2 separate regions of the Drosophila melanogaster genome follow, and region 2 is linked to region 1. A link is a contact called in public Hi-C data. All regions are on one chromosome and are shown on one strand. The core of a region is the stretch at or near the end of the contact, and the rest is flanking DNA. Distances in the headings are between cores, read along the strand shown. Region 1 holds the start of Cen (Centrocortin). Region 2 holds the start of Ns4 (Nucleostemin 4).

Region 1 (6,636 bases), core at 1,342-3,841:
GCGACGACTTTTACAAGTTGCGTACAAAGCTATAGCTATAGCTTGATATGGCCATCCCAGAGCGAGCATATACATATATTTTGGGTTATTGTTCTTTTGTAATTTTATAAATGCATACATATTTATTGTACTACGTGAATGTCAAGTGTGGATTCATATTTTTGAGATACAGCTACAAAACGAAACAAAAGAAAATAAAACAAAACAGAAGAGTAAACGTGAAATTTTTCGATGAAACAATTTTAAATGAGAACTTTTTAATATTGCTATTAAAGGATATACATATACACACTAACATACATATATATTTTACTATGTAACGGATAGAATTAAGCTAGATGCAGCGCATAAAGCTTTATACAACAAATTGAAAAGCAACAGAAGAAATTGGCACAAATTAAATTTATATAGCATAATTAGACGTCCTTCGCAAGATAATGTTATTCGTAATAAGAGCGTCAATCGGTACATCGGGCGCTATTTCCCACTACACCCCCAACCACACAATAGATAACCTAAGCTATGTATGTACATTAGCTATGTATATCCAGCCCACTTATGCGCCTACTACTAGAAATGCAGAAAGCAGAAAGAGAGGTGAAACCTATAGACGCTATCACAAATGTCTATCTGATAGACATCGGTACTACCAATGCTATATTGCCAGTTGTGTAATTTACTCTTATTTGATCGTTTCATTTACCAGTTAAGAACCCAAATCATATAAGTGTTATGATGGAAGAACTATAACTTGCAATTCAATTAACTCTGCAATACGATAACAAGCAAAGCGAATCATTTCATTTCGATTTAATCTTTAATTATATATACTTAAACGATGTAAGCCCAAAACAAACGTTTTTTCTATATCTGTCTTTTGAGCAAATTAGTTATACGCAAAACCAAACCGTATTTACATAAATGTATACAAAACAAATCGTATATTTTCATTGGTTTGAAATAAATACATAAAACAATTTAACTTGTTTTACTTGATATTTTAGGTGTCTGGGAATTGAAAGCTGCATTAAAATGTTTTGTCTGTTCTGCTTTGTAAAGATTATTTGTTTTTTCTATTACAAGTGTCTTAACCAAAGACATTTGGTTAACTTCTGAGAATCATAATTACTTATAAGTTAAATTCCAATTGGCAGTCTTATATATCAAACGTAAACTGACAGGAACGACGTAATGTTGTGCCTGCAGACAGGACAGCGGTCTTCTAAAAGGAGCACGAGCTGCAGGGAGCACTCTTTGCAGAGGCAGAGGTGCCGGCATGGCATGACTACTACGTTCCTGCTTTGAGCCATGCACACGACACAGCGTTCTGGACTCGCGGATCCTGCGTTCTCTGACACATACCAAACATTGTGTATGAAGTGTTGCAATTTATGATGGGTCCATAGGTAAACGCTTTGCGTCTTCGTCGAGATTTCAATGCGTCCACGTTGCAGCAGGTAGATGAGCATCAGGTACACATAGCGGCGGAACATATAGAGAACGAGGAGCAGGGCCAATCCTATCGAGGCCCGGAACGCACTGTTCAGCAAGCTCAAGCCATGGGCCACGATTGAGTGCACCACAAAGTCTAGGAGGCAGTCCCAGAGGAATAGTATGGCCCTCGGCAGCAGCATCAGCAGCCACAAGATGCCATCACCCAGATCGATGAGTAAGTTGCAGATGAATCGGGATATGCAGTGACCAAAATCGAGTACATTCTTGAGCCCGCCTTTGGTGCCGCCGTAGAAGTAGTCCGCCACATCTAGCGTGATGAGGCCCAAGTCGCGGATGCCCTCGTTGATATTCCTGACCGCGCATCTCAACAGATTCCATCCTTTCCTGCTGCCCTCCACCAAACAGAAGCCGACGAGGTAGCTGCCCCACAGGAAGTAGTACACGCCAGTAATCACTGCATCAATCACGCTGGCCAGCGGACGCAGCAGGACCAGATCCACAAGCTCCGCTGCCCGAATTAGAGCGTCCAGCATGGCGGGGGGCTCATACTGTCCTCGAATTAAGAAAAGGAAGAAACACAAAATCAAAACAAGAACGCCGGCCGCTTAGTGTGACCAGGCGGTGGTTGGTAATTAAAGCCAAGCTATCGTTGCGATAAGGTAGCGTCAAATAATTACTTATCTTAAATATTTGTATAATTAATATATATATTTATTTTTAACACCCCACACATTATCGGTTGCACTTCCTAGATATATTTAAACTTAGATGGTATCTGAACTTTAAATACGCCAAATTCTAGGGTAACTTAAATTAATAATGTTCAAACAAATATTTTGCTTCTGTGAGCAAAGGAATTACTAAGGAGACATAACAATTTGGATTTATTAATTTTGACAACTATAAATATGCGTAATAATTAATATGGGTATTCATGTACTGATCTATTATGATATTGCATGCTTCTTTCAAAGACAATGAAAGCTCAAAAATATAATTATACATCCGTGCATTTTGCTGGTATTTCAGAATCCAACAAGGTTTCCCCAAACAACTCGCGAGGGGTTATATAAGAAAGGCGAGCTTAAATCATAGCCCTATCTGAGCAGGAATCCCCCTAATGCGAATAATCCTATTATAAATTTATTTCCGGTTCTGCTAGGAAGTTCATTTCGGTTCTTTGTCTGCAGGTCGATTGTGTATAATAAAAAGCATTAATTAACTATTCGTACATGCAGTTGCGCCCTAGTACGTAGGGCTTTTTCTGCACTCGCTGCAATACCATACTTTTTGTTTTTGGGGATGAAACAGTAAAAAAGTTACTGTTGTAGCAGTTTTCCACCATTGAGAGGACATTTGCCAAGTAATTACTGTTTGAGTTTTGCTTTGCTCACAAAGCTCTGCTGCTAAATGAACTAAAATCGATTAAATCTTTAAATTTTCGCCAGAGTTCGCATCAAGCCCAAGCTTAGAAAGGTCCAAGTCCAAGATGGAGGAATCCAATCACGGTTCGGCTGGCTGTGAAAACGTATCGCAGTTCATGCTCGATGACCTACAATTGGCAGCAGAGCTGGGAAAAACGCTCCTGGAACGCAATAAGGAGCTGGAAACCTTCATCAAGGAGTACAAGATTAAGGGGGATGAGCAGGAACTGGAGATCTTGCATCTGCGCAAGCACATTAATGCGATGACCGAGGTGAATGATTCACGGCTTAAGGTCTACGAGCAGCTGGAAGTGGGCATTCAGGATCTGGAGCGTGCCAATCAGCGGCTAAATCTGGAGAAGAATCGGGACAAGAAGCAGATTAAGACGCTGACCACCAACACGGAAGTCCTGGAAGCCCGCTGCGAGGAACTGAGTCAACTTCTGAGCGATGCTCGGCAATCCCTGAGCACCGAGCGGCGGAAGGTGGATCAGTACCAGCAGGAACGCTATAGGATGCAGCATTCGACCGAGGGTTCTGTGTCCAGTCACAGCATTCAATCGCTGTGCAAGGAGCAGAGTGTTGAGTTCTCCAAACTAGATGTTATGGCCATAGCGAACTCGACAGGATTGGAGGATATCTCCTTCAGTAATGCCACCATGTGCGAGAGGACCGCCGTTAAGGGTGAAGACAACGAGGAATTGGTAAAGCTGCTCAGCGAAATGGAGGTGTTAAAACGTGACTTCTTGGCCGAACAGCAGCGGTGCACCGAGCTGGAGGAGCAGTTGGTGACCATAATCCAAGACAACCAAGGTCTGCAGACACGTCTGCTGGAGAACAGTGCCAATGAGGGAACAATGTCGATGCACGAGGAGTTCAGCCTCCTGGACGACGTGAGACAAGGCCAAATGTGTAGTCGCTGCCTGAGGGATATTAACGAAAGCAACACCAATATGGATGATCAATCCTCCATTGCCCCAACCGAAGAAATCTACGAAGATGACGATCGCAGCATACTAAGCGAAAGCACCTCGAAATGCGATAATAGTGGTGCGGATTATAAGGAACGCTTCCGGATTCCCGAGGACCTCAATCCCAACTCTAGCGACAAACCAAATCCTTATCGGGACCTAGTCGAGAAATATGAAGCTCTGGTGGAGGTGAAGAGAACCTCGAATGCGGTCAAGAGCAACTTCACCAGCAATCCAGATGGGAAGACCATGACCGAGTCCAGTCAAGGCAAAAAATCAGAAACAATTGTTAACAGCTCAAAGGAATCTGACCTTATGTTGGATTCAACACGTAAGCGCACTCCAACCGAGTTTTCGGAATCAGAAACTACATCGTCGGGATTCTCGGATGAAACTAGCAACAAGTCTACGCAAACTGACGAGCGACCGAGTTACTTCCTTTGCTCAATAAGTAATGGAAACGATTGTAAATTCAGTATTTATGACGACGTCAGCCCCATTGAATCTCATTTCCGTAATCGCCCGGAGTACAGGGAACTCTTCAAGGAGATATTTGGAGTGCTCAAGAAGGCAGCTGATAATAACGAAGAAGACAAGCTTCCGTCCCTGCATGACGACGCACAGATTACAGAAAAATTACCCTTGGTGGCGGCCAAAGTACCCCCGGTAACACCCGAGAGGGAGGAATCTCCAGATGACTTCATTGACGACACACAGAGCGTCGTATCCTCAGTTATATCCAACCAGTCCATTGCAATGTCCGAGTGCGTTACCAAACTGGAGCGGAAGACAGCCAAAAAACACATCTTTGATGTCCGAAACCAACAAAACCAATCGTCCCTAACGCAATCCACTTTGTTAAACAGCTCCTCGAAGGAAACAACTGTCGGCGAACCGAATTATAAACCCATAAGGGAGAATGGCCAGATACTTACTCCACTCAAGCGCGAACCACTCGAATATCTAACCGTAGGTGTCGGAATCAAGAAGAAGAACCGACGAAAGCACCGAAACCAAAGCTCATCTGGAGATCGCATCGAATTGTTTAACTCCCGGGAATTTACTCCCAGGAACAGTCCTCTGGCCATGAACAACCGTGGTGGTGGACAAGGGAGCTCAAAGATGTGTACGGATACATTGAATGCTGAATTCGGACGCAGTAACCGCAGACGGACAACTCCATCCTCAAGCAACTGGAATGGCTCTCCCATGGTGATCTATAACAAGAATATGAATACTCCCCAAACTTCTCGGGGCCGAGTAATAGAGCTCAATGGCGTCGAGTTTTATCATAACACGGTATCGCAAGACTTACATAAACTTAAAAAGTTAGACTTATCCTACGCCGAAGTTTTGCGCCGGGCCGATGCCGGCGAACATGGACCCACAAGATCACATTCCCAGCGACAGCAACACAACGGAGCCAACATTCGCAAGAGTCATCATCATCAGTTTCGTCAAAAGTAAACTTGTTTAGAGAATGTAAATAAGCAATTAAACAGTGCATTCTAGCCATAGGGCATTCTACCATTTTTAAATTGTGTGTGCCATGCAGTCTAGTCCGCTTTTTCATGTATAGACAGTTAAATAACAATAACTAAATAACTATAATCGGAAATTTAATTTTATTTCAGCATGATAAAATAAATAATTTAATGACCTACAGAAATCTTACTCTTTCACGATATTCAGCCAAGTTTCAATAGGAATATATGTAGTTGCTTTACAAATTCAGATATAAAAAAGTAAACATTTATTGTTAACTTACAAAGTAAAGGCAAATAAAATATTCTTGCACTTTCATGATATGCCCGTCTAACTACTTTCCAGACTTCCGTTGGTAATGCCCAGTTTGCTAAGCAAACTTATTATATCGCTGTTCGTTCTCATGACAGCCATAACTTCCTGTTGCTGCTGCTGCATGACCCTTAGCCGATTCCGCTCCTCTATCTTGGCCAGCTGATTATTGTTGTTTATGGTCTTTGTGTCCACATCCAGCTTCAGCTCCGACTTAACGTGATACAACTCATCGCGTATTCCGTTCAACTTTCTTTCGCAATCGCGCACGTCCTTCTCCAAAATTTGAGTTTTAAGGTAGACGGTCTGAGCCAACTTATACCAGTCCGCCAGGCACTCTGCGATTTGTGCCACTGTCGGATTTACGTTATCCAAAAGCAAGGCCTTTATCCGTTTGCCATTGTGATCCACTTTAATCTTCTCCAGGGCATGAAACTGTTCGTCGTTGTAGGTCAGTGTGCGCGTTGCACGATCCCGGAGCAAGTGCTGCCAGGAGTCCCGCAGCCTTTCTACCAGATACTTGGCCTGGGCACTGGCTCTGGTCTTGCAAGGACACTTCTTTCCGTGCATGGAGGAGGTCCATTGATCGCTGGATAAGAAATCGATTGGAATTATAACTTAATCCAAGCATATTTCCAACAAAACCTACTTAAGTTCGTCATCTATCACAAAATGTTTGTGCATCTGCGAGATCACATCCGCGGCTCCATCAAAGTCGCTTTTGACATTTTCCAAGGCAGTCAGCAGGGTCTTTATCTCCTGATCTCCTTTAGTCTAAAAGAATACCAATGCGATTATACCAAGGAGTTATCCACAGGGAGACCTAGCCACTTACCACTCTGGCCATGCTGTGCACCACATCTGCATAATCAATCACAGTGGAAAGCAAGTTGTCAAAACTCTCAGTTTTTCTGAAATTTAATTAACTTATTATTTGATAATAAAGTTTCTCCTCCTTTTACTTACTTCAATAGTAGAGTTATTGTGGT
Region 2 (6,313 bases), core at 2,542-5,041, 71 kb before region 1:
ACTCTGGCCGGACGAAAGCCACCAACTATGACATCGAAACGAACATACAGTCGCTGGATGAGGTTTGGGTGACCAAAGCAAATACCCAGCAGCGGAGAGGCAGGGCAGGTCGAGTGCGGCCGGGCATATGCTATAATCTGTTCTCCCGCGCTAGAGAGGATCGCATGGACGATATTCCGACGCCGGAGATACTACGCTCCAAGCTGGAATCCATAATTTTAAGCCTCAAGCTACTGCACATCGACGATCCGTATCGGTTCCTGCAAACTCTTATTAATGCCCCCAATCCCGAGGCCATAAAGATGGGAGTGGAACTGCTAAAGCGGTGGGTTTAATAGTTTGGCCCCTTCGTTTCACACTTATAATTTAACCCGCTTATTGAACAGCATTGAGGCGTTGGACCAGACGGGCACCCTTACTCCACTGGGCATGCACTTGGCAAAGCTGCCCATTGATCCGCAGATGGGAAAAATGATCCTGATGTCGGCGCTCTTCTGTTGCTTGGATCCCATCACTTCGGCGGCGGCTGCCTTGTCCTTTAAGTCCCCCTTCTACTCGCCTTTGGGTAAAGAGAGCCGAGTGGATGAAATCAAGCGGAGAATGGCCCGAAATATGCGGAGCGATCACCTGATGGTGCACAATACCATTATTGCGTACCGCGATAGCCGCTATTCGCACGCGGAACGAGACTTCTGCTATAAGAATTTCCTCAGCTCCATGACACTGCAGCAGTTGGAGAGGATGAAGAATCAGTTCAGTGAGCTGCTCTACAACTACAAGTAGGTTCGTTTTATGACTGCCTTGTGTAAACTAAGCTACTTACCTTATTTCAGATTTCTGGCATCGTCAAACTGCAAGGATGCTGCATCCAATAAGAATTCTGAGAAGATTCCCCTACTGAGGGCCATTATAGGAGCGGGACTCTATCCCAACATGGCTCACTTGCGGTAGACACCACCTATTAACAATAGAGGCAATAACTAATACACAATTTAATGCAGAAAATCACGGCAGATCAAGAATAGAGTACGCGCTATCCACACCATGGCAACGGACGATGGACGCCGCGTTAACTTTCATCCCTCCTCGGTGAACAGCGGAGAGAGTGGCTTCGACTCGGCATACTTTGTCTACTTTCAGCGGCAGAAGTCCACCGATCTTTTCCTGCTCGACTCCACAATGGTTTTTCCCATGGCACTGATCATTTTCGGAGATGGCGTGGAAGCGGGAGTGACCCAAAATACGCCATATCTGTGCGTGGCCAAGACATATTAGTGGGTATAACATATCTTCCTTCAATAGGATAAACTTAACTTATTTCATACTTAGCTTTAAATGCAATCGTGAAACTGCCGACGTAGTCATACAATTAAGAAGCAATTTGGAGAAACTGCTGCTCAAAAAGGCTTTGTATCCGGCCCCGATCGAGGAGAACGGATATGAAAAGCAGTTGATCAAGTTAGTCTTAACCCACGTTTCACTTAACAACAATAATTACGTTTTTATTTCCGCACAGAGCCATCGAATTGCTTCTCTCGCTAGACGAAAGACTCGGCGAGGACTATATTTCATCCGATGAAATCGATGACATATAATCTGCCTCCATAGCTTGGTGTTGTAGTTTATTGTTAGCAAAACATTGTATAGCGTAATAATAAATTATAGGTGTAAACTAGTGATGCAATAACAAAATCAGTAAATGCAACTTTTAATCGTCCTCCAGCAGAGCAAACACGTTCCGAGACCTGGGTGCGTCTTCCCTGATGCCACATTCCTCCTCATCAGCATTGGTCTCGTCATTGGAGCTGTCCTCGTCTTCATCCTCGCTGTCGGCAGCTTAAAATGATGGGTTTATTTAAAATTAGTTTAGTTTTTAGTTTTCAAATTTGTTAGCTACTCACTATCCGAGCAGACGGATGATGTGTCGCCGTTGGTCTCGCTCTCCGGCTCATCTAATTCGACTTGCTGGTACTTCTTGACCTCCCCCACATCGGGATGTTGGAGCCAGTGCTCACGTCGCTCCTCAAATCCGGGCGGATAAAACTGCAATACCAACATCTGTTGGCCGGCCAGGCACATGCGAAGGATATGATTCGCGGCCCGGTAGCGATCCGGCCTGGCTGCCTTGGCGGTGAGGAATCCCCTCTTATATGCCCAAGCATCGGAGATGGCCACCGCAGACCACTCATCGTAATCCTCGGGCAGGTGGAGACGCAGAAGCTGTGGTAGATTCAGATGTTCGCCGAGAAACTTCAGGGAGCGGTATGGAACAGCCAGTTGCGATATGGGGAAACTGCCCAGCAGCACTTGCAGGCTTTTGGGAGTACTCGAGGGAAAGACTAGACCGGGACAATCACAGAGGCGAACAAGTGGGGTGAGGAAAATTGTCTGAAAGTGCTTCGTATGTCCGGGCGTGCGACTAACGCTGACCACCTTGCGTCCCTTTAAGGCATTGATCAGCGACGACTTTCCGACATTGGGAAATCCAATGCAGCCAATGGTCAGGACCCCACTGTGATATTTAACGTGCTCGTGGGGCGTGGTGTCGATGCTGCTGCTGATCTTGAGTTCACCCTCCACGGCCGTTGATATTTCATCCAGGATGTCAAGCTGATCACTACGCATGTCCTCTCGTATCTTCTGCTCCCAGGTTGTTAGATCCACCTCTCCTTGGACATAGCGCTGGCATTCCTTGTAGATATTATACACTCCTTCCATACTCCTGCGATGAGCCTGTGGACCACGTTGACTTCCTTTGCGGGATCGGGGGAGGAAGGATGCAAAGAGCACCACTGGTAGCTGGGGGTAACGGTCGCGGAAGTATTGCCTCCAAGCCACCACCGCATGCGGTTCGACTAGATCCACCTTGTTGAACACCACTATCGCATGTTTCTTTAGCGTGTTGATAATATAGTCGTACAGGGAGGGTGGAAACATCAGCGTGGCATAGCGCACGTCCACAATGATCAGCAGGATGTCCGAGAACTCCAGGACACGCCATAGCTGACGCCAGGTTTCCAGATTCAGCTCAAACAGCGAAAGCTCCTTCGAATCTCCAGCACGCTGCTTTTTCTGCAGCTCGTCCACGTATTCCTGACAAAAGATTATTAATGGATATGTTAATATTATAAACCAAGCCGCCAGTAGACTGACCTACCTTAAAGTAGCGATTCTCGGTGCGATCAAGCTCTTCCTTGGACTCCGTTAGCGTCCAAGGTGGACGAACTGGGAAGTCGCAGCCGGCAAAGTATCGGTCGTCCACTTCCCGCTGAGCGGGACTGAGTTTCTCGAACGGTTTAAAGCCCTCTTGTTTCATTTGCTCCAGTTCCTTTTTGCCCTCCTGGTAGAATTGCAAATTATAGCGATTGACGTTCTTGTTTCGGTTTCCGCCGCGCGCAAAAGGCTGCTCCATGAGTTTCCTGGTCGTTTCCGGCACATCGCTGTCCTCATACGACTCCTGCGTGCTCCTCAGATACTTTGGGGGACCTGCCGGCGTAACAATTGTTAGTCATCCGCTTCGATTTTCCAGCCTTACGCCCCTTTTCACAGGTGGGCACACAATCTCGGTTTTCTCACCTTTTGTGTTGCGCTTTTGCAACATCTGGTCCTTCTTCTTCTTGCCGCTAAAGGCCACCTTGCGCCGTTGCTGTGGCATCGTTTTTGGGTCACGTCCTGGTCTCACTCCCGGTCAATTTGGTTTCGTCCAGCAGCGGTGGCCAACTGTTAGTTGTAGTTAATTGGGATTGAATGTTGTTGCGGCTTTTCCCTTTTGCGAATTAAAAGTTTCACACCAGTTGGCAGCACCGAGAGCACCGGGTTGTCGAGCTCGACAGTTAAGTCACGAAAATAAATAAAACTTTCACTGGTACATTTCTTGTTATCAAGATTAATTTTTATCAAAAACAAAAAAAATACATGCAGAGACAGGAGGTGCAGGTTAAAGTTATTTCATTCGACTCCTTGTCTCGTGAGATTAGAAAAAATCACCTACAAGTTGGCATCTCTGCTGCAATGCCGTTCAAAGTGCACTTAATTTTCTTGTTACTTTTCGCATCAAAACTCCTCCAAAGATGCCACTTAAAGGCATCAGGGTACTCGAATTCGTGGGTTTAGCACCAGGACCGTTTTGTGGGAAGATTCTAACCGACTTTGGGGCCACAGTCACCCGCATCGACAAGGTAAACAAACTGGGCGTTAAATTCAATACAACTCCGATCGCCGAATTTGAATCCATGTTCCCATCTCGTTCAGGTGATGGAAAACCCTTTGGATGTACTGCAGCAGGGAAAGCGCACACTTTGCCTGGATCTGAAGAACCCGAAAGGTCAGCAAGCGGTGCAAAGGCTGGTCAAGAAGTGCGATGTGCTCATCGAACCTTTTCGACCGGGAGTAATGGAGAAACTAAATCTGGGTCCCACCGACTTGTGCACAGCCAATCCCCGCCTGATTTATGCCCGCCTCACCGGCTTTGGCCAGCATGGAAGACTGGCGCAACGGGCGGGACACGACATCAACTACGCGGCCTTATCGGGAGTACTTTCCATGCTGGGCAGGCGCCACGAAAAGGTCACTGCACCCATTAATATTCTGGCCGATTTCGCTGGCGGCAGTTTGATGTGCGCTCTGGGAATTTGCCTTGCCCTCTTGGAGCGCCACAGGTCGGGAAAAGGCCAAGTAGTGGATGCCTCGATGGTCGAGGGAGCTGCCTATGTGGCCAGTTGGCTGTTTATGTCCAGGAATCTGGTTATTTGGGGGAGGGAGCGCGGTGACAACCTCGTCGATGGTGGATCATTCTTTTACGACACGTACGAAACCAAAGACGGTCGCTACATGTCCGTGGGCGCCCTGGAACCGCAGTTCTTTGAGATGCTAAAACAGCGCTTGGAACTGCCCGAAGATGTCAGTCAGTTTGGCGAGGAGCATCAGGTTCGAGGAAGAAAGCTTTTGACTGAGGCTTTCCTCTCCAAGACCCAAGCTGAATGGTCGCAAATATTTGAGGATGTCGACGCCTGTGTCTATCCCGTTCTGGATTACCGCGAGGTTCACAGACACGATCACAATATACAGAGGAATTCGTTCGAGGTGACTGAGGATACAGCGACGCCACGTCCTGCTCCAGTCCTAAGCAGAACTCCGGGAAAGTTGCCCAAGGCAACTGATGGTGCGCAGGTGGAGTGGATGGACGAACTAGATCTTAAGCCCGACGAGTTTAAAGATTTGCTCGACTCGGGAGTACTTTCCCTTCCAGAGAGGGCCAAGCTGTAAGACGCCAAGATGTGCTGTGCCCCCGCCTGGATTTCATCGGAATAAAACACATTTCTTGTTGCTCTTGCACTCAAAATTCTTTTATTCTCGCTCTTGCACACAGACACAGATTACATTTGCTAAGATTTCGCGTACAAACTATCAGTCATACAATTTGTTTCGGAACAGTTAGGCCGCACATTGATATTCAGAGGGGTTTTCATTTTTTGTAATTGGTAATACAGCATACTAGATAACGTAACATAATTGATTCTCTCCTATCGCAATCGTGATCAAAGGTTCTCTCGCGCATCCCTACTTAATGACTAGGTTAGCATTAACTAGCATACCGAGTAGCACATATACTAAGTTTATTTCCGGCTTAAGCACCGCGCGTCAGCGTCTCCAATCGTCAGTGTATATTTAGGATAATCATATTCGATTAGAATGCTCATATGAACGTTGTGGTGTTATGTAAGTAGGCAATGTGTGGGTGAGGTGTAAATTTCACTAGTTGGCGTTGGCGTTTCGTGTGTAGTATTGTTCTAGTGTCTGTACGTATGTACGTAGAGTCCCGGGTAAAGTAATCCTTGTGAGTCCTTAGGTAAGTAAGTAGGTTGTGTTGTTATTTGTTGTTCGTATGTATATATAGTAAGTCTCAGTTCTCAGTATAAAAATCAGTACCATATGTTACGTTTCTCATTTGTTTCAGCTCACACCTTCATGCATTTGTGCATTCAATTGCAATCCTTTAAATGTTTACAAAAAAATATCGCTTCTCTGCTGCGCGGGGTGCTTTCTCTTACTTCACAGATATCATTATAATACATACATATATCCACACAAGTCTTTCACACAGCGTACACTCCACACACAGATGATCGAATGAATCACAGGCAATGTTACAGTTGTGTTTTTAGTTTATAAGTTTTTAATCTTAAATCAGACGACGACCATTCGCACACACGGCACGGGTCAAAGGGCAAGCCCATTGAAAACCCTTAGCTTGCATAGTGGGGTGCCAAAAAATGGGTCCACCAACCACAATGCCTTTTTATTGGAGCTTGCC

The links. A called contact is a pair of places that touch in the nucleus more often than the background predicts.
Region 2: a contact with region 1 is called in a Hi-C map of the Kc167 cell line, with 3 times the contacts expected there. A contact is called at or near these places in 36 of 107 Hi-C or Micro-C datasets (the Clone 8 cell line, the D17-c3 cell line, the Kc167 cell line and 13 more) and 1 of 7 datasets of targeted methods (the Kc167 cell line).

The regions. Positions count from the first base shown.
Region 1 is chr2L:20,677,801-20,684,436 of dm6, reverse strand. It overlaps Cen (Centrocortin), which reads left to right and starts at 2,591. Exons shown (of 2, transcript NM_136205.4): 1 at 2,591-2,818; 2 at 2,904-5,516. The coding sequence starts at 2,945. The coding sequence ends at 5,317. CG2617 reads right to left here and starts at 2,069. Exons shown (of 1, transcript NM_136206.3): 1 at 808-2,069. The coding sequence starts at 1,988. The coding sequence ends at 1,164. It overlaps IKKepsilon (I-kappaB kinase epsilon), which reads right to left. Exons shown (of 7, transcript NM_136204.3): 4 at 6,614-6,636; 5 at 6,483-6,558; 6 at 6,297-6,421; 7 at 5,458-6,236. The coding sequence ends at 5,666. Hr38 (Hormone receptor-like in 38) reads left to right here. Exons shown (of 5, transcript NM_057771.4): 5 at 1-975.
Region 2 is chr2L:20,749,954-20,756,266 of dm6, reverse strand. It overlaps Ns4 (Nucleostemin 4), which reads right to left and starts at 3,791. Exons shown (of 4, transcript NM_136211.4): 1 at 3,577-3,791; 2 at 3,158-3,486; 3 at 1,902-3,093; 4 at 1,612-1,836. The coding sequence starts at 3,655. The coding sequence ends at 1,709. Amacr (Alpha-methylacyl-CoA racemase) reads left to right here and starts at 3,926. Exons shown (of 2, transcript NM_001273709.1): 1 at 3,926-4,178; 2 at 4,252-5,333. The coding sequence starts at 4,071. The coding sequence ends at 5,265. It overlaps Fs(2)Ket (Female sterile (2) Ketel), which reads right to left. Exons shown (of 7, transcript NM_001259182.2): 7 at 5,326-6,313. Rhau (RHAU helicase) reads left to right here. Exons shown (of 6, transcript NM_001273710.1): 1 at 1-325; 2 at 387-779; 3 at 834-947; 4 at 1,002-1,274; 5 at 1,330-1,458; 6 at 1,517-1,688. The coding sequence ends at 1,595.